Regions from separate parts of the Mus musculus genome. Here regions 2, 3 and 4 are each linked to region 1. The links are chromatin contacts, called in public promoter capture Hi-C maps. All regions are on one chromosome and are shown on one strand. Each heading gives the region's core, a stretch centred on a gene start, on an enhancer-like site or on the middle of the called end of the contact. The rest is flanking DNA. Distances are from core to core; before and after follow the strand shown.

Evidence for each region. Promoter capture Hi-C pulls out the DNA fragments that hold promoters and counts their contacts.
Region 2: a promoter capture Hi-C map of liver shows a contact between it and region 1, with 4 times the contacts expected there. The contact joins the promoter of Ctsl here to the promoter of Fbp1 in region 1. A contact is called at or near these places in 4 of 39 promoter capture datasets (the SN4741 cell line, hippocampal neurons and liver).
Region 3: a promoter capture Hi-C map of liver shows a contact between it and region 1, with 4 times the contacts expected there. The contact joins the enhancer-like site here to the promoter of Fbp1 in region 1. A contact is called at or near these places in 4 of 39 promoter capture datasets (hippocampal neurons, liver and pre-B cells).
Region 4: a contact with region 1 is called in a promoter capture Hi-C map of liver, with 5 times the contacts expected there. The contact joins the enhancer-like site here to the promoter of Fbp1 in region 1. A contact is called at or near these places in 13 of 39 promoter capture datasets (the 3T3-L1 cell line, the C10 cell line, the HPC-7 cell line and 8 more).

What each region holds. Positions count from the first base shown.
Region 1 is chr13:62,885,103-62,891,329 of GRCm38.p6, reverse strand. Fbp1 (fructose bisphosphatase 1) reads left to right here and starts at 3,048. Exons shown (of 7, transcript NM_019395.3): 1 at 3,048-3,456. The coding sequence starts at 3,287.
Region 2 is chr13:64,367,902-64,374,128 of GRCm38.p6, reverse strand. It overlaps Ctsl (cathepsin L), which reads left to right and starts at 3,609. Exons shown (of 8, transcript NM_009984.4): 1 at 3,609-3,893; 2 at 4,965-5,101; 3 at 5,891-6,013; 4 at 6,123-6,227. The coding sequence starts at 4,976.
Region 3 is chr13:64,175,792-64,182,018 of GRCm38.p6, reverse strand. Habp4 (hyaluronic acid binding protein 4) reads right to left here. Exons shown (of 8, transcript NM_019986.3): 5 at 5,931-6,014. Among named protein-coding and RNA genes, the nearest start is that of Habp4, 17 kb to the right of the region's middle. Within about 2 kb of position 2,533, at least 13 of the 459 cell types and tissues checked have an H3K27ac peak or open chromatin away from gene starts, as enhancers often do. A contact at or near this core is called in liver, where this site is marked.
Region 4 is chr13:64,048,638-64,054,864 of GRCm38.p6, reverse strand. No RefSeq gene overlaps it. Among named protein-coding and RNA genes, the nearest start is that of Gm30999, 4.5 kb to the left of the region's middle. Within about 2 kb of position 2,409, at least 2 of the 459 cell types and tissues checked have an H3K27ac peak or open chromatin away from gene starts, as enhancers often do. A contact at or near this core is called in liver, where this site is marked.

The DNA.
Region 1 (6,227 bases), core at 1,799-4,298:
CCTTTGTAAGCACAAACAAAAAACTTAGCTGGATGGGCTCTTGTCCTGTGATCACCACTCCCTAAATCTTTTTATCTCCTTCCTTAGTATTTTTCTGACAAGCTGGCTCATGGTGCAGCTGCCTCTGTTCCTTTAGATCTGTGAAGCTTGTTGTACAGTTCATATTGCATCCTTATATTTTGCCTAGTTGAGAGATTATGTATTTTCAAACTCATGTTTTCAGCGTTCTTTCCCACAGCCTTAAGGTCTGCCCTGAAGGTCACAGTATTCTACCATTTTGCTGAGACATAGACATTCCCTCTCTTCCTAGACTCATGCTGTCTCTGATTATCATATCGTTATTAACTTTGGCAGAGAGGACCTTCCTTGAAGGAGGAACATGAAAACATGTACATTATTATACAAACAAGACTTACACCCACAGCTACCATCAATACTTGTGGAGACCCAGGCTGGCTCCATTTAATCCCTCACATGGTCAAGCAGGACTCAGCAGAGGGTCACCTGTTTAAACTTTAGATTCCTCCACTGTGTTATGGGCAAACTTATGTTGTTGCAGAGCCTGAGATGAAAAGCTGTAAGGCTACCTATTTGAACCTAGCAAATGACATTTCTCTGCCTCCCTTTCTAAATTGTCCTCTTGCCTCTCTCTCTAAGTCAGGCTTTCAGAACCATTATGTGTAAGAAGTCCACAGGCAAGCCTTCAGCCCTTTAGTGAAGTGCTCATGATCTTACAAGATGGTTCAGTATGCAAAGATGCCTACCATCAAGCCTGACAACTTGAATTGATCTCTGGGTTCTTCAAGGTGGTAGGAGAGGACTGACTCCCGAAGTTGTCTTCTGACCTACACACACATACACACATCATAGCATGCGTTTTTACGTACATGTACACACAATAAATAAACTAAAATAAATAGGAAGTACTTATGATCCTCTGTACTGGTCTTTGGTTCAGGACCTTAGGAGAGTTGTCCAAGCTCAACAGATACAGGCTCACAGTCATAGAGAATGTAAGAGAGTGCATGCGGAGCCTTGAGAAAAGTAGCTGGAGCCTGGGGGAGCTTGGAGAAGTAGGACTTAGGCTGAAATGTGGAGAGGGTCCCTGCTGCAATCTGGGAGAAGCTGAGTTGCTGGAGCCGTCTGGCAATGCCTGTGGCCATGCATGTAATTTCATGGGGAAAGAGTATCATATGAGAATATGAAGAGCATAGGACAGCCACAAGGTACAGACAGCCAGGCCTCTCTGTTGGTGATGACAATGAGTGTTGCAGGTACCACCCAGTTCCTCAAGAACAACAACTTCTATAGCTTCTGGGACTGCTGGGTTAAACAGTGCTGAAGGCAGAGACTGTCACCCCTCCTGTGTCAGGTTCCCTCCCAGGGCAGCCCCCAGAGGATGACATGTGAACCTGGTATGTAGCATCTTGACTACCCCAGTGAAGCCAGCTTAGATCCCTGAGGGCCATCTCAGCCTCAGGGATCTCTGTGGACTTTGTTGAGCTCATTATTGCTACTGTATTATGGCTCAGCATCCTCCATCCCACCCTGGTGTGACCATCAGACTGTTCAATATTGTCTTTTTCAGGGAGGAGAGGGTCATTTCTTAAGAAAATGAGTCACTGGAGCACAGGGTGGGGCAGGTAGGTGAAGAAGAGGAATTTGAGAAAAAGGGGGTGGCAGTGGAGGGCATGCCAAGAGGCAGTGTGCCCAGAGAGGGTGATCCTGGAAGAGAGTGCCAAGGAGCAGTGGGCCCAGGGCAGGGCCGGAAGCTTCAAGCCAGTTTGATAGCAATCTTTGTACATCAGACAGGGAACACAAACAGGCTAGATGGAAGGCACGCTGCTAGCTCTCCCAGCTTCAGCTCTTGACCTTCTGCAGTCTGTTCCTTCATCATGTAGAACAGAGCAAGTCATAGCTTTCCAGCTTAAAACCCTCCACAGGTTCTTCCAGCACTGTGAATAGAACCCACAAGTGTTTTGCTATGGTTTGTGAGATCTGTCATAATATCATCCTTCTCTCTCTTTTCTCCTTTCTTTCCTGGTGTCTGTGTGGCTGTCGGGTACACATGTGAGCCTTGGGCGCTGTTCCTTGGGCACTGTCTACCTTGTTTTGAGAGATGGTCTCTGATAAGCTTGGTGCTAGCTGATTGCACTAGCCTGGCTGGCTAACCAGTCCCACAGACAAGTCCACTCTGGTTCTTCTCTTGCATCCTTCAGCTTTTTGCTCAAATATTATTTTCCCAGTGAACTTTTCCCTGACACCCCAGTTTACTCTTCCCAGCATTCTCTATTTATCTTTCTCTTTTCATGATTCTCTATGCCAAAGTGGCTCCTGTAGCAAACTGATCCATGGTATGTTTTTGTTTCTTTTTGTTACTTGTCAATCTTACACTCAAGAAGGGCAGGAGTTTGTACTCCTTGGGCTCTGACCTCAAAGAAAGCCGGTGTCCTGGTGCACAGTACCTGCTCAGTAATTAATTGTTCTACAAATCAGCCTATGACTTGTGACAGCTAGAACAGGCACGGGTAAGGACGCTGGCTGCGGAACAGCCTGACTTCAGAGAATAGCTGTTTGTGTCTGCATTAGTTTTCTCTGCGGAAGACACTTAGAAACTAAGGTTCCCAACAGTTCTCCAACTCTAGAAACTGGGAGGAGGCAACAATTAAGGATTCAGAGTGGATGTGGATGGGAGAATCCATTTCCCAGGAGATGGGTCAGAAGAGACAGTGATGGTTCAGGAAGAGCAGTGGGTAGGGATCGAAACCAAGCCACCTCAGGCTCAAGTGCGGCTTTCCCTGAACTAGTTACTCAACCTCCCTGAATTTGCTTAGTATTTTAAGCAGGTGGGTGGGTGGGACGGGGGAAGGGTTATGGGAGGAGGAGTCCATCATGCCTTCCTCTCTGGCAGGTTATAGCGGGCATTGGAGGAGATAACCATGCAGGTAGCCCAGAGGCAAGGTGGGCGGTGGGGCAACAGAGGAGGAAGTAGCGTTGTCAGCTTGGCATCTAGGGGAGGGTGCATGGAACGGAGGGAGGGAGAGGCTAGGAGGACCTTGGCCAGCGGGCAGAATGGCAGTTGGTAGAGGAAGGGAGCAAGGGGGTGTTTCCTGGGACAGGGGGGCGGAGACCTGGAGACTATAGGCTCCCCCAGGACTCAAGTTCATTGAGTTTCTGCAGACACTGAACGGCTTTCAGTCTTCCCGCTGTGACTATCACCTGTGGGCTCCACCTGCCTGCACCTTTAGTCAGCACCTTTAGCCAGCACCTGCGCCAGACCCCAGCAATGGCGAACCATGCGCCCTTCGAAACGGATATCAGCACCCTGACCCGCTTCGTCATGGAGCAGGGCAGGAAGGCTCAGGGCACGGGGGAGTTGACCCAGCTGCTGAATTCGCTCTGCACCGCGATCAAAGCCATCTCGTCTGCGGTGCGCCAGGCGGGCATCGCACAGCTGTGAGTTAGGCCTCTGGCTGCCGCATCTTATCCGTTAGAACGACTGGGGTCTGCTTCTCTGGACCCCTGCTGGGTCCTGATGGGTCTGGTTGCCAGTGTCGCATCTGACAGTTAAGATTCTGCTCTGCTGCACACAGCCCTCGTTCCCTTCTCCTGGTGCACAATTGCCGGATCTCTTCTGGTCTCAACTCTCCTTTTCGCTCCTCCCAGATTCCTGGTATAAGTGAGTGACTTACCAGCTGCCCACCCGGGACTCTCTAAAGTGCCAATACCTGCGCCTTTCTCCCCATTTCTCTTTTAACCTCTGTTACTCTCCTTGGAAATTGAAATCCCAAATTCAGCTTCTAATTCAGTATCATCCCTAACCTAGACAAGCCCCATAAAGAGTATCCCACCACTTATCAGTCTGGAAGGGAGCCGCCACACAGTATTCCGGGCGCTCCCTCTTTCTGGAGCCAGCTGTAGACTCACCTCCTGAGCACCAAAATCTCTCCCTGTTTGCATTAATGCTAGGAGCAGATCTTGCCCAATTATTAAGAGCTTAAAGACAGAGCAGAAGTAGTAGACTGCTTTTGATAAAGCCAAGAATCCAATCTCCTTCCCCTGAACCATCTGGGGACTTTGTTATGCAGACCCTCCTTGAATAAGAAAAGTTCCCTGTGGTAGATGATGGTGATGATGATAAGGGGGAGGAGGAGGAAGAAGATGAAGAAGAAGTTTATGTATTTATTGAGACATGGTCTCACTATGTAGGTCCACTATGTAAGGTTAGGGTTAGAAACAGGTTCTCACGATGTAGCTTCTACTGTCCTGGAACTCACTGTGAGTAGACCAAGTTGGCCTTGAACTCAGGGGTTATCTACCTGCCTCTGCCTCCTGAGTGGGGATTCAAGGCATGGTGGGTGATTTTAATGCTATGGTCCATATTTTGTACTGTAGGTAGGAGCAAATGAAGAAACATGGAGTCTCAGAACACCTTCATTTTTTAAACTACACAACACTTCTGTACTTTGTTCTGGCCTGAGCAACATGTTTGGGACCTAACTGGTTTTCACACAACTGAATGGAACCTGGGTTTTCAGGTTATCGGTATACTTTCTTAACAAATATCATACTTAAAAAAATTTTTTTCCTACGAGCAATGAGAGACTGATATGTGAGATTTGTAGCTAACTTGAACATATAATCCTTTGAAATGGATTTTTAAATGCTCCTCCAACAGTGTGGCCTGTGTTAGCTATGTGTGCATTTATTTCTGAAAAACTCTGGTTCTGCTGTGAGGCTTGGTGGATAATCCTTAAGCGTAAAACACCTGGTGATGTTTACTTTAGATGCCAAGCAAGGCTAAGCCTTACTAGAGAAAGCTAGGGACATGTATATTAGAAGTGATGACTCCCTCACTGTTTCGCTGTGTTCTTAGCCCTAAGGAGCCTTTCAGCCAGCACACTCAGGTAAAAGTCTCACTTCAAATTAAATTTACAGCTCAAGGATTTAGCTCTCTCAGAACCTGGGGGTTTTGTGAGAGACGACAGTTGCCATTTCTTACATTATTCTAAAAATGCACTGGTACTTGCCACAACCCCAGAGAGACCTAGGGTTAGGTTAATCACCCTCAAGATATCTCACTTTTTAACTCACATCTCAGACAATGGTAACGGGGTTAGGGGTAGAAGGTGCTAAGTTTGGAACAGAAGAGAATGTGTACTAATAGACTAGATGGTCACAGCATCAGCTTTGAAAAGGTCGTCCCAGATTCCTTAAGGCCCTGCACCTATTCACAAAAACACCAAGCCATTCAAAGGATAATAAGGAAAACGACCCCCCTGCCCCACCACACACACACACACACACACACACACACACACACACACCAAATTGACTGTTAATTTTTCTTGGTTATTTTCCCAGGCCCGTTTTTTATGCTCACACAAATGTGTACATGAACGTGCATTTACACATTCCTCTGTAGCTAGCAAATAAAATGGGACTATACTTGCCGTGTTTTTCTCCAGCTATATAATGAACATTCTCTGCCACCAGGATGTGACAATCCACCACCTCCTATTAACTTGCTGCAGACATCTCATGAGAAATGGAGCCCTTCTGTAGCTTGAGTGCATTAAGTCCCCACTACTAGGGCTATTACAGTGGTAGAACAGGTGTTGATGCTGGCTGAGGGAAGAAGTTGGATTCTGTGGGACAGGAAGCGTCTGACTATTCACAGGACGATAAGCAGTCAGACCACTAGCAGGCAGATGAGATCTCAAAGACAGAGCTTTCAATTAGGCTCACTTGGGCTTTGATGTGTTGGATGGAGAGCCAGTGTGCCCATAATAAAGAGCTTATTAAGGCTGCCAGTTGGCCTTAGAAGAGCACTCACCCAGAGGGATGGGATGGTTGAAGATCTGCAAGAACCCCACCAAGACTGGTTTCAGCCCGTTGTCTCACAGGGAAATCAGCAGAGGTATAATTATGGGTCACTATGCTCCTCTGCCTCCGTCAACCTCAAAGTCGCCACTGTAGTCATTTCCACTGCTCCATATGATGTGACATTATATGATATATGATATATAGCATATGATTGATATAATGATATAACAGTATAAATATATCCTGTGGGCTGGTGAGATGGCTCAGTGGGTTAGAGCACCCGACTACTCTTCCGAAGGTCCAGAGTTCAAATCCCAGCAACCACATGGTGGCTCACAACCATCCGTAACAAGATCTGACTCCCTCTTCTGGAGTGTCTGAAGACAGCTACAGTGTACTTA
Region 2 (6,227 bases), core at 2,360-4,859, 1.5 Mb before region 1:
TAATAGTGGCCTTCACTCCTATTTAGTATCTATCTGTCTCCCATGTCTCCTACAGTCAATATTCTTTGGCTTTAGTTTAGATTTGGGAACCATAGAAGGGCCTGATGCTTTTCTCCAGTGCAACCATACCCACATACAAAAAGACAAGAGGATGCCTTCTTTAGAGCACTTCTGCCTGGCCTGCTGCCAGGCTGTTGCTCAAGGCACAAAGCTTAAAATAGAGGCAGGTTTTTCCACCCAGTGCAATCTTGGGAGCCATGGCCCAAAGGCAGCTGTAAAACCCACGTGTTAAAATAACTTAGATTGCTTGTGATAGACTGAGTAAACAAACATACAAAGGAACAACTAAGCAGCCACAGAATCTGACCCACAGAAGAAAAGAAACAATTGCCTGGGTGAATGGCTCTGAATTGGCAGGACTTACTCAATAGCTAATGACTTCATTTTTCTTCCTCTACTTCCTACCCTGGACTAACCTGAGAACACCAGAGATGGAAGACCAGAGATATTCTCCAAACCCAAGTCCCCAAGTCAATCATATAGATGTTCCATTTCTGGTCACTCCTCTCTCAACTTCCAATCAATCAGGGCATACATACGCAAATGGTTTCCCACCCTCACCCCAAAGCATCAGTTTCTTGTCTTTATGGTGTCTTCTTGTTATAGCAAGTTCTAAGTGTGCTTCTCCACACCATTGCATTGTGTTGTGTCCTTATTCCCATCCATGAATGATTATTTTGAAAATTGTGATTATTGCCATCAAAAAGAGTTTAAAAATTGTTTTCTTTTGTTTTTTTTTTTGTTTTGTTTTTTGTTTGTTTGAGACAAATTTTCTCTGTAGTTTTGGCTGTCCTGGAGCTCACTCTGTAAACCAGGCTGGCCTTGGACTCACAGAGATCCACCTGCTTCTGCCTCCCAAGTGCTGGGATTAAAGGTATACATTACCATCACCTGGCTGCTAAAGAAAACAGATTTTTGATGTGAAAATATAACTCAGTGGCCTTGTCCAAAATCATGTTCTATCAACAACAGAATTTATTCCAGCTGAGTTTGGTGGTAGATGCTTGTAAGGCCTGAGGTTGAAACAAAAAGATTTTTGGCCTGAGGCCAAGCAGGGCTACATCTAGTAAGACTGTCTCAAAATAAATAAGTGGATAGATAGATAGATAATTGCCTGTGTTTCTAGAAAGTTTGTCTTTTTCACTTTGTTCTTTTTAAATAAGCACACAAAATGTATCTATCTTCTTCACAGTTAAGTCCATTTGCCTGTGTGCCTCTTCCTCACCCGTGTGCAGTTGTTTGCAGGAGCCAGGAGAGAACATCATATCCTCCAAGGAGTTAAACGTTACTAGCAGTTTGTAAGCTTCGGTTTGGGTCCTGGGAACTGATGGTTTCCTCTGGAAAAGCAGGGAGGGTTCTGAACTACTGAGCTCACCTCGTTTTTGTTTAAAAAAAAAAAACTAGAAAATAGTTATGGAGGAGACAAGGAATGCTTATTATTTTTTCCATAATGAATACTCTTTTCATTGTTGTCTTATGAAATGGGTCTCAGTATATAGCCTTGGCTGGCCCTCACTATGTAGACTGGGCTCAAGAAATCACAGAGATCTGCTTGGCTTGACCTCGAGAGTGCTCGAATTTAAGCATCTGCCACCAGGCCCAGTATGAATATGCTTTTTAAAGTTTTTTTGGGGTTTTTTTGTTTGTTTGGTTGGTTGGTTTTTTTTCGAGACAGGGTTTCTCTGTGTAGCCCTGGCTGTCCTGTAACTCACTCTGTAGACCAGGCTGGCCTCGAACTCAGAAAATCGCCTGCCTCTGCCTCCCAAGTGCTGGGATTAAAGGCGTGCACCACCACGCCTCTTAAGACACTTTTTAAAAACTCATGTTGCAGCTAGGTATGGTGATGCACACCTTTAATCTCAGCACTAGGGAGGCAGAAACAGATTTATTTGAGTTCCAGGACAGCCCAGTCTACAAAGGGAGTTCCAGGACAGCCAGGAAATCAAAAATCCTGTCTCAAAAAACAACCACAACAACAAAAGCCTCATTTTCGGGGAGGTGTACATGTGCCAACAGCACATACAAAAGTCAGAGAACAACTTTTGGCTCTCTTCTTTCACCATATAGATCTCTGAGATTGAACTTAGGCTTGGGTTCAGGCAACTCTTTAACACTAAGCAATCTCACCAAGCCCTGAACGTGATCTTTTAAATCACTTTTAAAAAAATACTTCTTTTAGGGCCAGGAGGTAGTGGCGCACTCCTTTAATCCCAGTACTTGGGAGGCAGAGGCTGGCGGATCTCTGTGAGTTTTGAGGACAGCCTCATCTATAGAGCAAATTCCAGGACAGCCAAGGCTACACTGAAAACCCTGTCTCAGAAAATATTTTAAATACTATTATAAAAGACATTACAAGTCAGGCAGTAGTGGCGCACGCCTTTAATCCCAGCACTTGGAAGGCAGAGACAGGCGGGTTTCTGAGTTCGAGGCCAGCCTGGTCTACAGAGTGAGTTCCAGGACAGCCAGGGCTACACAGAGAAACCCTGTCTCAAAAACAAAAACAACAACAAAAACAAAACAAAAAAAAAGACAATACAAATTTTTAAAAATCACATACTGAAATTAACCAAACTCAAATATTATAAAGCTTCTAAACAGAATAGCCAATAAAAAAAATCTTATATGGCTAAAAAAAAATTACACTTTACCGAATTATTTTCTTTCAATCTTACCTATACCTGTATATATATTTTTTCTCTATCCAAGTAATTTCTTCAAGCTACACAACTACAGCCTTCTATTAAATATTACTCTTCTTGAGTGAGGAAGAGGAAACTAAAGCGGATAGCTCGGAGATAGCTTTAATCCCGGCTCTTGAGAGGCAAAACCAGGATGCCTGTGATTGCCTGGTCTACATTATTAAACCCTATAACCCCTATCTCAAACACATACTTATATCTTTTCCAGCGAATTTATCAAATTCCAGAAGTGGCGCATGCCTTTAATCCCAAAACTTGGGAGGCAGAGGCAGGCGGTTCTGAGTTCGAGGCCAGCCTTGGTCTCCAGAGTGAGTTCCAGGACAGCCAGGGCTACACAGAGAAACCCCGTCTCGAAAAGACAAAAAAAAAAAAAAAAAGGAAAAAGAAAGAAAAAAATTGAAAGTAAGAAAAACAATTCATAATGTAAAGTAGGAAAACAGTCTCCATCGTTCTCAACCGCTTTTTTTCTTTTCTTTTCTAGCCACCATCCTACAACCCCACCCCCACCGCCGCGTCCCCGCCTGCCACGAAAAGAATTTCTACCAGACTTGAGAGAAATGCTCCTAAGGAACAATCCATGTATAGGTAAGGCAGGAAGTGCGGCGTTAGAAGCCACGTGCTGATCTAAATTCTATGGACACCCGTCCAGCCAGACCCTGGAGAGGTGACTCTGTCCTCCGCTCTGTCTTCTTCCACTTACATCAGCATTGTTGTGGGTTAAACAGAAACCACGGGTTATGCAACTCTCCACCCTGCACATTTTAATCTACAACTTTCATACAAAAGGAAAGGTATGGCTGAGGTGGAAATTCCACAGCAGGCCTTTTTTTTCCTACGCTTTTCTTACAGAACCAAGGCACCACGCTGGCGTGGACCCTCCAAAGTGGATCAGCCTCGCCCCAAGGCTTGCACCACAGGACAGGTTACGACCCGGCGGCGTCACGCGCCCGGACTCCCGCAGGCTCCGCCCCGAGGCAGGCATAGCCAATGACGGGGCGGGGGCGGGCCCTGTCGGGGCTGTAGCCTGAGAGGCTTTAAAGCCTGAGCCCGGCGCTGTTCCTCCAGATTCTCGGACCTCGGCGACCTCCGGGGATCCGAGTTTGCAGACTTCTTGTGCGCAGCTAGCCGCCTCAGGTGAGTGACCCCCGCGGGTTTAAAGGCTTCCCGAGCAAGGGCAGGTAGGGGAATCTAGAATGTGGGAACCATAGCATCTGCAACCCGGACTGGAGACCCCCGGATGGGCCAGGATCTCGAGGATGTGTCCTCGGCCTCCCCGAAGTGATAGGCCCTTGTTGTCGAGCGGGGTCTTCATCAGGTCATGTGACTCCGGGCTGCCGGGACCCGTAGGGACAGCGGGACCCCCTCAAGCTGGTCACGGGACCCAGGGCTCCTTGTGCCGCCATAACATTCGCGGGCGGTGGCCGCGAGCGCGGAGCGGACGCCCATCCCCCTCTCCCCCGGACGGGCCCAGCTTGGCCCCTAACCCGAACTGAGATCGCATAAGGAGGCATCGCCTTGAGGCTTCAGTTCGCCTGATGTGCAGCTGTGCGTTAAAGTGTGTGGTGGCAACCCACCCTCTGGGTACTCCTGTATGCCCACTTGGGGTCACTAATACTTGTCAATAAATGACCTGGACCCAGTTGTCCTCTTAAGATTCTGACGCATACAATATCGGAAGACTTAAGACTACCGTGGCGCTATAATAAGAGAAAGTGGGGGGGGGGCTGTCGAGATGGTTCAGCGGGTAAGAGCACTGACCGCTCTTTCAAAGGTCCTGAGTGCAAATCTCAGCAACCACATGGTGGCTCACAACCACCCATAATGAGATCTGACACCCTCTTCTGTGCGTCTAAAGTCAGCTACAGTGTACTTATGTATAATAATAAATCCTTAAAAAAAAAAAAGCAAGAGAAAAGGGTTTACCCCTGTTCCAATGACTACTAGGCTGTTTTTGTTTCAGTAGCTAGAGTCTAGGAACCTCCAAAGATTAATTCCTGACTTGTTTTTCTCCACTCATAATCACATTTGTTAACACGTGCAAGGATGCTTCAACTCAGAACGGTTTACTGCTGGGCTGGTGGCTCATGGATCCCTAAACTTGAGAGATGGGTCATTGAAAAAGTTTAAAGCCTAAACTACATGAGAAACTGTCCTTAAAAGAGAAAGCTTCCGTGGGATTCTCATTTCCTCTTTTTCCTTCCCTAGGTGTTTGAACCATGAATCTTTTACTCCTTTTGGCTGTCCTCTGCTTGGGAACAGCCTTAGCTACTCCAAAATTTGATCAAACCTTTAGTGCAGAGTGGCACCAGTGGAAGTCCACACACAGAAGACTGTATGGCACGGTTTGTAGTGTTTACATTGTCTAGAGAGAATGGTCTTCCTTGCCCTTGGAAGTGTTTGTTTGGTTGGTTGGGTTTTGTTTTTGTTTTTCCAAGTCAGTGCTTCTCTGTGTGTCCCTGGCTGTCCTGGAACTTGTTCTGTGGACCAGGCTGTGAACTCAGTGCTAGGATTTAAGTCATGTGCCACCACTGCCCACCTCTTTCTCCCCCCACAACCCCCCTCTCTAACCCTCAGAAGTTTATAGCCAGAGAGTAGTCTCTAGAGGCCAGCTCTTAGCAGGAATAGCCCAATCATACATCCATTGTGAGCAGAGTAGAGCACATACATCCCTTTGTGTGTTTTCGGGAGGAGTGGTGCCTTTCAGAGTGTGTAGCTGTTCCTGTTCCAGTAGATCCATTTGGTCAGATGGATTGGTTTTTTTATTTAAGATTTAGTTAGTGAGATATATGTCACTCGTGATATATACCACACTTATGTCTGGGTATTGTGTACATTCTGGAACTAGTTAGAAAGTACCATATGGCCGGGCAGTGGTGGCACACTTGGGAGGCAGGGGCAGGCAGATTTCTGAGTTTGAGGCCAGCCTGAGCTATACAGAAAAGAAACCCTGTCTCAAAAAAAGTAACATATGTGAGTGCTGAGAATTAAACCTGAGTCTTCCACAAATGGTCTTAAACACAGCCATCTCTCCAGCACCATCTCTGCCTCTGGAATTAAAAGCCTGTGCCAACATCTGGCTCCCCCTGTCTATTAACAAAAAATGAAAACTGCCAGTTCTGTGCTTGCTCTAGAATGAGGAAGAGTGGAGGAGAGCGATATGGGAGAAGAACATGAGAATGATCCAGCTACACAACGGGGAATACAGCAACGGGCAGCACGGCTTTTCCATGGAGATGAACGCCTTCGGTGACATGGTGAGTGGGGACATGATGCGAACTCTTGAACTCTTGAGCCCTCTCCTCCATTTTCTTTCTACAAAGTTATCTCACCTTTTCTACTTTTTTTTTTCTCCCTTCCCGGAAGACCAATGAGGAATTCAGGCAGGTGGTGAATGGCTACCGCCACCAGAAGCACAAGAAGGGGAGGCTTTTTCAGGAACCGCTGATGCTTAAGATCCCCAAGTCTGTG
Region 3 (6,227 bases), core at 1,284-3,783, 1.3 Mb before region 1:
TTTGTGGGACTGTATTGGAAATGTAAATAAGGTTAAAGGTGACCCCAAGCCCTCGGGGTCACGTCTTGTGAGTTCTCTCTACCATCCTATGCCTTCTGCCAACTGCAGGAACAGTCTGTGCTTCACAACAGTCTGGAAATGATGTCATCAGTCATCTCTATCACACTGCACCACCATGGACCCTTCCTGAAGGCAGATGGGCAGTATGAGAACTGTGGGAGAAAATAAGAGATGCTGTGGACACAAGGTAATTGGGAACCACCGACAGAAGTCTTAAAGGAATGGGTCACAGTGCCCACTTTTATAAATCTCTTTAGTTGGTTCTAAAAGGAAAAAAAAATGGTATTTCAGACTTTCTCCAGGCCCATGCCCCAAGCCTCTTCCTTATCACGCCTTTTTTTTTTCTACATTTGTCTGATAACTTCATCATGAGAACCTGTTGAAACGGTTTTCATGTTTTCCCCTCTTCTCTGACTCATGGTTTTAAGTGAGGTTTAGTGATTTATTTTATTTTATGTACACTGGTGATTTGACTGCATGTCTGTCTGTATAAGGGTGTTGGATCTCCTGGAACTGGAGTTACAGACAGTTGTGAGCTGCCATGTTGGTGCTGGGAATTGAACTGGGGTCCTCTGGAAGAGCAGCCAGTGTTAACCACTGAGCCAACTCTCTAGCCCTCTGAAGTGAAGTTTTAATTGTAGACTTTTTTTATATATTGAGAGAGAGTGCTAAGAGTGGAGCTCAGGGACTCCCATGTGCTAAGCAAGTGTTCTAGCCCCATCCTAGCTAACAATTCGAAATGTTTAAAGCAGGCTGGAGAGATGGCTCAGAGGAGGAATTAGGAAGACCTTAGTCCAAATCCCCAGCATCTTGTGCCCTCTTCTGGCTTCTTCAGGTATTGCATGCATGAGGCAAGATAACACAAGTTAAAAGCTTTTCAAATGTCCACTCTGTTAATCATCAGAGAAATGTGGCGCAACCCACGAGGAGTTACACCATTCCATATCCAATGGTCAGCTAGTATCAAAAGGTCAGTCAGGGTATGGAGAGATGGTTCATCAGTTAAGAGCACTTGCTGTTCTTGCTGAAGACTTTGGGTTTGGGTCTTAGCATCCACTTGGTGGCTCACAAGCAGCTGTAGATTTGGTTCAAAGGAATCTACTGCTCTTTTCTGGTGCCACAGGTACCAGGCATTCATGTGGTGCACACACACACACACACAGAGAGACAAAACATTCATACATGTAATTTTTAAAGAAAGAAAAGGGGAGTGTCTTTAAAGGCAATTAACAAGTTTTGACAAAGATTTTTTTTTTTTTTTTTTGGCTGGTGGGACCAAGTGTCTACTTCAGAAAAGAAAGTTATACTTTTGTGGGACTGTATTGGGGATGTGATTATCAACGTAGAAAACAGTCTGGGGGGCCGGAGAGATGGCTCAGTGGTTAAGAGCACTGACTGCTCTTCCAGAGGGCCTAAATTCAATTCCCAGCAAGCACATGGTGGCTCACAACCATCTGTATTGGGATGTGGTGCCCTCTTCTGGTATGCAAGTGTACATGCAGACAGAGCACTCATACATAGAAAAAGGAAGGGAAAGGGGAAGGGGAAGGGGAAGGGGAAGGGGAAGGGGAAGGGGAAGGGACGGAACAGTCTGGTCTTCAATTTTTTTTACAGAGTCGGGTGTCATGGCTCACATCTTTAATCTCAGACCTAGGCAGGCAGAGACAAGTGGATCTCTATGAGTTTGGTGCCATCCTGGTCTACACATCAGGCTCCAGGACAGCTGGGACTGACTACACAGCAAGTTCCAAGACATAGAGATCTTGTCTCAAATTTTTTTTTTCTGGGGACAAGAGAGATGGCTTAGTGGTTAAGAACACTGGCTGCTCTTCCAGAGGATCTGGGTTCAATTCCCAGCAACCACATGGCAGCTCACAGCTGTCTGCAACTCTAGTTCCAGGGGATCCAACACCCTTATACAGACATACATGCAGTCAAATCACCAATGTGCATAAGACTAAAATTTTAAAAATTATTAAATTTTCTGAGAGTTCATATATGATCCAGGAATTTCATACCTGAGAGAAATGAGAACGCGCATCCCTATCAAACACATACATGAATGTTTACAGTGGCTGTTATGTACAGCAGCCTCAAACTGGAAACTATTAGCATGTCTGTCACCTGACAAGTAGATAAACAAAACAGGGATTTTAAAATATAGGCCATAACATGACAGAAATTTAGACATATGGCAAGTGAAATAAGCTAACGTGTCTTCTCTTTTCTGTGTAAGATTCCGTTTATATGATCGGAAGAGGCAAGCTCAAAGACAAAACAGGGCAGTGTAGCAGGTGCCCTCAAACATCAGAACACTGATGAGGAACAATTCAGCTGCTGTCAGAACACAGGGAAGGATGGGTGTGACACACCAGTAAATTGGCTAAGTTGGAAGAATAAGCATGCATTTCAGGTTGTTCACTAAAACACTGGCTTACAGGACTTTAAGCTCTTCCATCAAGTTCTAAGCCTGGGAGGTGAAGGTCCACTGTGGCGGAATGGGGAAAGCCCCAGTGTCAACTCAATCAGCCAGAGCTGGGGTGGCAGGTCATCGATCGTATCAAGAAACGGAATTCTTAAACCATCAACAATGACACAGCTGCTGGGAGATTAGTGTGATTTTAAAGTCTGACAGAGCCACAGAAACAAGAATTCTCCCTGAAGAGTCCTACATAACTCGCTTTCCCAGCTCATAGAAATGAGTGTGTCTGTGACTTTAGTTAACGCAGTCTAAATAGGCACGTTAACTGTGAATCCTATTTTAAAAACACATTCTTAGTTGTTTTGAGCAGTAAATTCACAGCTGTCACAACCGTCAGTCACTGTCACTCGTGTAAGAGATGTAGGGGGCCCCTCCCTCTCTCCTATTTGTAGATAGGAGCATAGCTGAGCATAAAACACAGCCCTCACAACTCCAGTTGATTATTCCTATTAACAAATGAGGGCAGATTAAATAACTGGATCAAACTGGCTCAGTCTGCTCTGGCAGCTGAAGGGGGAGAAAGGGAGAATCAGCAGCAGGGTGAAGGGCAAGAATTCAGCAAACAGGGAAGGGGGGGGGAGGATAAGGTGTGTTCAGAAACGTGAAGTAGGGAGCCACAAAATGAGTCCTGAGAAGGCACGAGAGTGGTCAAACATGAGGCACTGGAGGGGTCTGAAGGGGTCGGAGAATGTGACACTCAGAACGCCCACATGACAGCCACTCTGGTGCAGAGAGAGGCTCGGGAGCTGCAGTGACAGCTGGACGTCAGAAGTTTAGGCTGTGCCGGTGACAGGGATGATTAGGGACACAATGAAGGCCTGAATTGGGGGTAGGAGAGGACTGAAAACTGGACTTCCAAGGGAGACTTAGAGGTTTCTGCTTGGGGAAGCTGATGAGTGTTGATGCTGGTCCGGAGCACAGACACCTGCTGAGGCCCAGGGGGTTGTGGGGAAGCAGGCAAGCAGCTCAGTCATGCTGAGCATGAGGTATCAGTGGCGAAGCAGGCGTAGGTGTGCAGGAGACAGACACACAGACCTCGGACCTCGGACTCGGGTTGAAGGATGAAGGCAAAGATCTGTATTTTGGTGTCAAAACACACATATGACAATTCGAGAGCAGGGTACATAAGATCACATAAAGACGGAGAAAGAGAACAGGCCTGAGGCAAAACTCTAATGAGTTTCGAAGGAGATGCTCAAGGCAGAGGGAACCCAGAGCGCAGTTAGCCAGAGAGCTGAGCTTAAGTCAACACAGATTTAGGTTGAAGTGGCCGCTAGGCCTGGTGAGGTGAGGGGGGAGTATTCAGAGGGTGATGACGACACAAAGCAGGCCTGGAGTTATAGAAACAAGTGATGGAGGAATGAACACAGCTCCGTGTAGGGCTAAGGGGAGACTTTAACATGAGACTGCATACACTTCAACTGTCCAGAAGACCAGAGCTGGGGAAAAAGACATGTACAAACTGAGGGTTGAGAAGGTCAGTGGGAATGACCCAAAACTGGAAGAGGTGGGAGAAGAGATGGGAAAAGGGAAGACCATCAACTTCCCAGCTGTGGAATTTCCATGAGGTGTGGCAATGATGTGGGGAAGTGCTGTCAGGGTCTTGGAGAATCCATGAAGTAGTGATGCTGGACAGTGCTGGCTGGTCTTCTCAGAAAACTGGCTATCAACACCTTACCAGATGCTACCGAGGGGGCTGCAGAGATGGCTCAGAGGTTAAGAGCACTGACTGCTCTTCCAGAGGTTCTGAGGAGTTCAGTTCCCAGCAGCCCCCGGGGTGGCTCACAACCACCTGTAATGGGACCCGATGCCCTCTTCTGGTGTGTGTCTGAAGACAGCAAAGGTGTGCTCGCATATATAAAAATAAATAAATCTTTAAAAAGAAAAAATAAAGATGTTACCACGTGGCTAGTGAGATGGCTCGGTGGGTAACGCTGCTTGTTACACAAGCCTGGTGACCTGAGATTGAGCCCTGGAACCCACATCAAGGTGGAAGGCGAGAACCAACTCTACAAATTGTTCTCTGACCTCCGCGTGCACGTGCGATGCATATACACACACAATAGTAAGAAAGTAACCAAACCAAACCAAAAACCTTTGCAAAAGTTCCAAGCACCCTGTCTTGTGACTTGCTTGGCTATGGATTCTGACGGGGAGAAGGCTGAGTGAAGAGTTACCCAGGAGGTGGCTTTGCCTTAAGAGGCAAAGCCAGGACACAGGAGGGTCCTGAGAGTTCACTGGCCAGCCAGCTCAGCTAAGATATTGAGCTTTCATTTGTGAGGGACCCTGGCTCATTCACAGGGAGAGGCGGCTTGGCTTACAGCTTAAGTGTGCGAGATATAGACAGAGATGGTTTCATAGAGATGAACAGAAAAGGAAGACAAGAATAAAGAGACAAGAGCAAGGCAGAAGAGGTAAGGGGCGGAGGACACATATTTAAATTTAATATACTCTCATTAAAAACAAAAAAACCTATCAGATTACTTAATTAGTTTGATGATTATCCACTAACAAATAAATAGGATCAACCCAGTGTGATACTAGGAAGGATTCAGCTTTTAAAACCCTTAAGAGATAGCCGGGCGTGGTGGTGCACGCCTTTAAACCCAGCACTCGGGAGGCAGAGGCAGGTGGATTTCTGAGTTCGAGGCCAGCCTGGTCTACAGAGTGAGTTCCAGGACAGCCAGGGCTATACAGAGAAACCCTGTCTCAAAAAAAAGAATGCTTGCTCCAGCTGGGTATGGTGGTACACGCCTTTCATCCCAGCACCAGGGGGGCAGAGCCAAGTGGAGCTCTAAGTTCGAGACTGGCCTGGTCTACATAGTGAGAGTTATAGAACAGTCAGGGTACATAAAGAGACCCTGTCTTTTTTTGAGAGTACTTGAAAGACAGAGTATGAATGTCCAACACCCATGTAAAAAGCCAGCCCTGGGGAGTGGAGATAGGAAGAGCCTAAGAGTTCACTGGCTAGTCAGCTTAGTTTGAGATTGTGAGCTTTCATTTTGTGAGTGACTCTGTCTCAAGGGAATAAGGTACAGAACCATATAGGAAGATACCTGGGGGTGGGTGATGGGGACATCCTCGTGGAGACAGGGCGGGGTGGGATGGGAAGGAGGTATGGGATGTGGAACAGTTGGAGAGTGGACTGGGAGGGGAATAAAATTTGGAGTGTAAAAAAATAAATGAATAACTAAAAGATTAAATAAAAAACAAGATATCTGGTATCCTGCTCTGGCCTCCACATTCACACACGCACACACACACAGACTTTGTGCTCAATGAACATAATGTCCAATCTTAGAGAGAGGGAGACAGAGGAAGAGAGAGAGAGATATGATTAAGAGTCAGTACGAGAGAGAACCCATAGGCACAAGCAGCAGCTCCTTACTTGGCTGCAGACTCCTCGTCCAGGGCGCCCTGGCACTCCTCCATCATCGAGGTCTCTTCCATGGGTGCAGGTGGCTCTGTATCACTGAAAAGCATCAAGAACATCCATCACACAATTCTCATACCCTCCAGTGCTCCTGTCTAGTTAAAGCCAAGGGAACACATTTTAGGCCCTGCTTCTTAAGGGCAAACCCTCGAAGGGACTACATCCATATCACAGGGAAACAAAGGAAGGAGTCAGGGATGCCTAAAAATATGTTATTTCAAAAATGTCAAAGGTAAATACATGAAAATTAAA
Region 4 (6,227 bases), core at 1,160-3,659, 1.2 Mb before region 1:
TGTGTGTTGTTAGTGAAGAATATTGAGACAGAGCAAAGCAAACAAGTGCTCAAACTCCCACTGTCTGTGGGGTCATATTTATATTCCTTCATCACATGTCTGCTATAGCAAAACACTCTTTCACATGTCTGCTTCGGCAAAACATCCTTTTACTTGTGTGCCCCAGCAAAACATCATTTGACATAACTGACTTTCCAAAGAAACAAGAAATTCCCACGCTAGGCAGGCACCATGTAGTAGGGTCAGGGTTCCTGAGGAGAGGCAAGGTGGACATTGGTGAAGGTACAGCCTCAGTTGTGGTGGAGACCCCAGCGTATTAGAGATGACCACCGAGAAGAGAGTGAGCAAGCAGTGTATATTCTGGATGCCACAGCCAGAGATGTGGAACCACCCGAGCCATTTGAAATCAGATTGTGTGTGAGTCCCAGATGCAGGACACTGAGCTTTTTTATACTGTTGAATCTTCCATTTGAATTGAGCTACTGTAACTGTGCCCTTGGTCTTCCTTGTTGATATAAGAAACTTTTTTTTTTTTTTAAGAGCCTCAAGTTCCAGCCTCAGCTTGAAAGGAGGTCCTGAGGTGAATGGAAGCAGCTGAAGAAGGACTTGGAGTCAGTGATGGATGCAAACTGACAGCTCTGTGATCTGCTGAGATAGCTCTCTTTTGCAGACCAAAGCACAGTCTTTTATTTGCATAAGCTACTTCCTTAGAGATTGCATATCAGTTTAATCATTTACCCAGGCTCCACTTTGATCACTCCACAAATCAGCATTTAATGACCTTAGCCCCTTGACTCTTAGAAATACAAAGCACATTCAAGGCAAATGAACCAGACAGCAAGCACTTAAAAAAAAAAAAAAGTAAGACCTATGCATTTCGATAGGCACAGCACTTGTGGTTGCCAAGGCTAGAGATAGAGTCTGGTTTTATGTGAGAAAGTTAGCTTTTAGTATAATGCTTTTTACAATTTTTTTTGCAAAAAAAAAAAAAAAAAGCCCTCTCTTGTTTTGTGCTGATGTAAGCAGCACTGAAGCTCATTTTTATAATTCTTAGCTACCTCAATATATTCTTTTAATCTTTGGATTTTTTTCATTTTTATCTCAGCAACTCCAAAGCTTATTATTGGAAAGTATTAAGCAATCCCAGAAAGGAATATTATTAAGCTATCATCTTTTTTCTTGATACCAGACCTTTTGTCTCTCCCCACCTCTATTTGGATTGCACATATAACTACCTCCTTCAGGGAGTAGAATATCTGGATCAAATTTAGTTGTTGATGGCTTCTGGGGAGGAGACCACCATTTACCACTAATATTGTATAACTGTCTATCTGAGCCTTGTTTTTTTTTTTAAACTATTCCTTTCTCTTTTGTGATCAAGGTTTTTTCCTCTATTGACCAAGTCATGTCTCCTTTAATATCTTTCTGACTAAGCTGACTCACTAGTGCAGCTGCCTCTGTTCTTTTGGGTCCATGAAGCCCCTCATACAATTCATATGGCATCCTTATATTGCCTAGTTGAGAAACCCTGTAAAGAACAGTTCTTTATACTGATTTGTGTATTCATGTTTTCGGAGTTCTTTCCCACAGCCTTCAGGGCTTTTCTGAAGATCTTGAGACACATTCTCACTTCCTGGAATCATGCCGCGGGGAGAGCGTTCTCTGAAGGAGGAACATGAGAAAAGCATGTACATTATTATGCACACAAGCTTTCTACTTAGAGCATCTGTCAGCTCTTGAGGAGATCCACATCTTTCTGGCTCTGCTCCAGAGGAGGTGGGTGGGGAACCTTGTCATATTGTCCCTTCGGAAGCCTTGCCAGACCCAGCAAAAGAGGCCACAGTTAAGTGAATTTTGGATATTTAAAGATAACTTGATATTTTTTGTTTGTTTGGCTTTTTTGTTTGTTTGATTTTTGTTTTTCAATACAGAGTTTTTCTGCAGCCCTGGCTGTCCTGGAACTTGCTTTGTGGACTGGGCTAGCCTTGAATTCAGAGATCTGCCTGCCTCTGCCTCCCTCTCCAGTGCTGGGATTAAAGATGTGCACCAGCACGCCTTGCTGATAACTTGAATGTTTTAATCACCAAAGTTTTTAAAGACTGGGGTTTTTTAAGTTATACTGTTTTTATGTTGTGATAGTAACACAATCCTGGGATAAACAAGGAAGGAAAGGTTATGACTTAATAGTGATACATTTGTGTATCAAATTGAAAAGGAATTAATTGTACTGTGTTTATTTATTTATTTATTTATTTATTTATTTATTTATTTATTGTCAGCTTGGCACAAGCTGAAGTCACTTGGGAACAAGGAACTTCAGTTGAGCAATTGCTTTAGTCACACTGACCTGTGTATATTTCTGTAAAGCATTTTCTCGATTAATCATTGATGTGAGAGAGACGAGTCTACTGTGGTTAATGTCACCCTTGACAAGTGGTCAAAAAACACACTGGGCATGTCAATCAGCTGCTTGCCTCTGAAAGATCCTGACAGAATGTAAAAGGTCACAGAAGCCCTGAAATTGGCAAGATAGATGTCACTGTTAGCAGAACTAGCTTCACTGATTTAGAAAAATAGAGGTGCACAATGCTCTGGCCACTCCTTGAACCTGTGTGTCTGCCAATGTTTTGACCGTTCCTTGACTCATGTGTGTGCCCACTGATGAAACCCATTGCCAGGTGTTTGTGATATTGGTTGCTGAGAAAGAGTCAGAAAATCTCCCCAGCAACCACAGCCTGGCCAATCCTGAGTTGATACACCTGCACCAGACTCTTTCCTTGTACCCCTCCCATACCCATTTCTTGAGAATAGACACTGTTTAGATCTGGAAATCCCCTACTCCCCGCTTCTCCTTTCTCCCCTGAGGGCCTATAAAAACTGGGACCTCTTTCCCCTCGAGGTCGACTCCTCTACCCCTGCGTGGGATATGAGTCATCCCCAGAGCTCTGGCTTTCCCTGAATAAACCTCATGTGGTTTGCATCAAGCTTGGTCTATCGTGAGTTCTTGGGTGTCTGCTATTGTTATGAGGCCTGAGCGAGGGGCTCCTCTCAGAGTCTTTCACCTCCATGGTCTCTGCTTCAGTTCCTGCCTCAAGGTTCCTGCCTTGTGGCCCTGTCTTGACTTCCTTCAGTGATTGAGTATGACCTGGGTTCTGAAAGGTGAAATAAACCCTTTGCTCCCCTAAGTTTTGGTCAATGTTTTATAACATTAGTAGAAAAGCATACTTACTATGGTTTGGGTAAATGTCCTCAAAGACACACATGTTAAGTTTGGTCCCCATCCTGTGGTGCTATTGGGAAGTAATAGGGCATTTAAGAGGTAGGACTAGTGAGACTAGTACCACTAGTCTCTTCACGCCTTTCTCTTTGCTTCCCACTGGCTGCGAAAGTATGTAGTTCCTTCTGAGGCCATGCACACACCATGGTTTTCTTCCTGGCCACAGGTCTGAAAACAATGAGGCCAATTGATCATGGAATACAATTATGTGCCCTTCTTAGTGGGTTATCTCAGGTGTTATGTTTTGTCACACTGAGAAAGAACTAATGACATTGTGGTCTACAGGATGTATTATTAGGGTTGCTGGAACACATGTTCTTGAGGCTGCAGGTTGGACCCACCTGCTCGGGAAGAAGAGGACTCCATTTCAAAGACAACTAGTTAGTTCTGGCCAGAGAAAGCTGACTGCCATCCTGGGGCCAGAAGGACTTACCAGGTTGTGCTTCCTCTGAGGCCAAAGGCAGGCTTCTCTGTAGTCGGCCAGTAGGCTTTGAGTTTTCTGAGTCCTGGCTCCACAATGCCCTCTAATGGTCTTGTAGAGAAACTGTGGTGTTGCTCCTACCTAGTCCTTTAGAAAATTCACTGTTGGGTCTGACTTAATGGAGAGGATGTTCTTCAATTTCTTTCTCAAGATTTTAAAGCAGGTGAGGGATGTGTGTGTGCGTGCGTGCATTCATTACAAGAAGGGACAGGAAAGGAGAACATGACAGGACCTGTTTAGGTGGCATAGATTCTAATAAGAAGCCTGACAGTGGTAAGAGTGGACAGTCTCTTCGTCTCTCTGGATTGAGCTCACCACATCACTCAGGAGAAGGTTGGTTTCATAATCTTTCTTTTTTGGTTAGATTGCAAATAGGTTTTAAAAAGTGATTTTAAAACCATATTTAAAAGGTAAATTTCCTAGTTACTAACAAGTAGATAGGTCAGAAACTATAGGGGGAAAAAAAGGAGAAAAAAGAGCCACCTCTCAGGATTAACCGTCCTTTACTCATGGTAAGTTGACTTTTCTTTGAGTTTCTTACTAAATTGATTTATTCTTCCTCCCCTTCCTCTCCCCCCACCCCAAGGTGGAGATTAGAGAAAGACATGCAGAAAGAATTCAATTCTTTCCTTTTACAATGTGGGTCATGGAGCTTGAACTCAGGTCACCGGGGTTAGGGGCAGGCATGTTTATCTGCTGAGCTATCTCGTCAGCCTGTAGATTGCTTTTTCTAATTCCTTTATGTGTTTGCAGTAGACTCAGATTATTAGATACAAGCCGCTAGGCAAGAGGTGCCTTGCAGCAATCAAAACACCTGCTCTCATGACTAAACACAATTTATCCTTTTGTTTTGCATCTAGATGGATTTCCATCTTTAAAATTTTATAAATAACACAACATTATCCATCCTCGTATGCATTCATTCCACTTTGCTGTTGTTTATACTTTAAAAACTCATGTGCTGCATTTTTCAGTTATTTAAAATGTGCGGTTCATGGGCTGGGGAGTTGGCTCTGGTGGCCAAGTGCTTGCTGTGTAAGCATGCAGACCCAAGTTCGGGTCCCCAGTGCCCATGTAAAGCCCTGGTCATGTGCATTAGTAACTGCAGTACAGAGGGGCAGAGACAAATGGGCCCCTGGAGCCTGTGGAAAGGGGTTGAGGAAGACATGTGCATTGACTGCTAGCTCCCCCAAGAACACACCCAGTAGTGCACACACAAACAAGTATACATTCATAAGCCACACACATACAGATATACACAGATGCACAAAGACACAGAAGCATACACACAGACACACAGATATATACAATCCAATATTTGTAGTGCCTCCAGACTAACCTAACCACAACTAGTTCTAGAACATTGTTCATGACCTCACACTGAAGTACCACACCCATTAGCAGTCACTCTTTCCCCCATATCAGTCTGACACACCCTGACCAAAACAACCACTAATGTGTTTCATTTCTTTATGTATTTAAGCACACTTAAAAAAAAATACAGGGTCAAGCTTTATATACCTGATTGACTCCAAACTCTCCATCCTCCTGCCTCAGCCTCCTGAGTGCTGTGGCTTTTCTGAAAAGTTAGTATAACTGGCTTCTGTTATTATATGCATTCCAGCATAGTGTTTTAAAGGCTCATTCATGATGAACCACACACCAAGGCCTCTTTTTATTTTCTATAGAGTATTCTGTTGTTGAAGTGTGTAGTCTGTTTTACTTATTAGTTAATAAGTTAACGGACATCCAGCTTGCTTGCACTTTTGGTGCTCCGGATGAGGCTGCATGGTTTTCACCCTATTGGGTAAATTTGTATCGGTGGACTTTATGGCCATATGGCAGCACCATATTTAAACCTTTGCTAGACTGTTGTCCAAATGGGCTGATCTGGGTTCATTTCTACATGGAGATGAAGGGTCAGTTCTTCAACTTCTTAACAAACGCTTATTATTTCTCTTTTGCAAGAGAAGGGTAGGTGAGGGGGGTATACATGTAGTCAGAGGAAGATGTTAGCTATCTTGACCTTATTTCTTTGAGACAGGGTTGCTCACTGAACCTGGAGATAGACTGACAGACAGCATGCTCCAGAAATAATTCTCCTGTTTCCATTCTCTACAACATTGATCATGGATACATGTGGCTATGCTTAACTGATCTCTCTCTCTCTCTCTCTCTCTCTCTCTCTCTTTCTCTCTCTCTCTCTCTCTCTCTCTCTCTCTCTCTATATATATATATATATATATATATATATATATATATATATATTGGGTGCTAGGATCTGCATTCAGACCCTTGTGCTTGTATAGCAAGTCTTGTGAGAAGTTTGTCCTTTTAGGCTGCTTGTCTTCTGTCATTGTGACAGATCCCATTTTCTTCTCTGATATTTGCAGAACTTATTTCAGTGTTGCATAATCCTAGACCCAGAGGAAGTTACAGGGCTTCAGCTAGCTAGCAATTGCTTTTGTC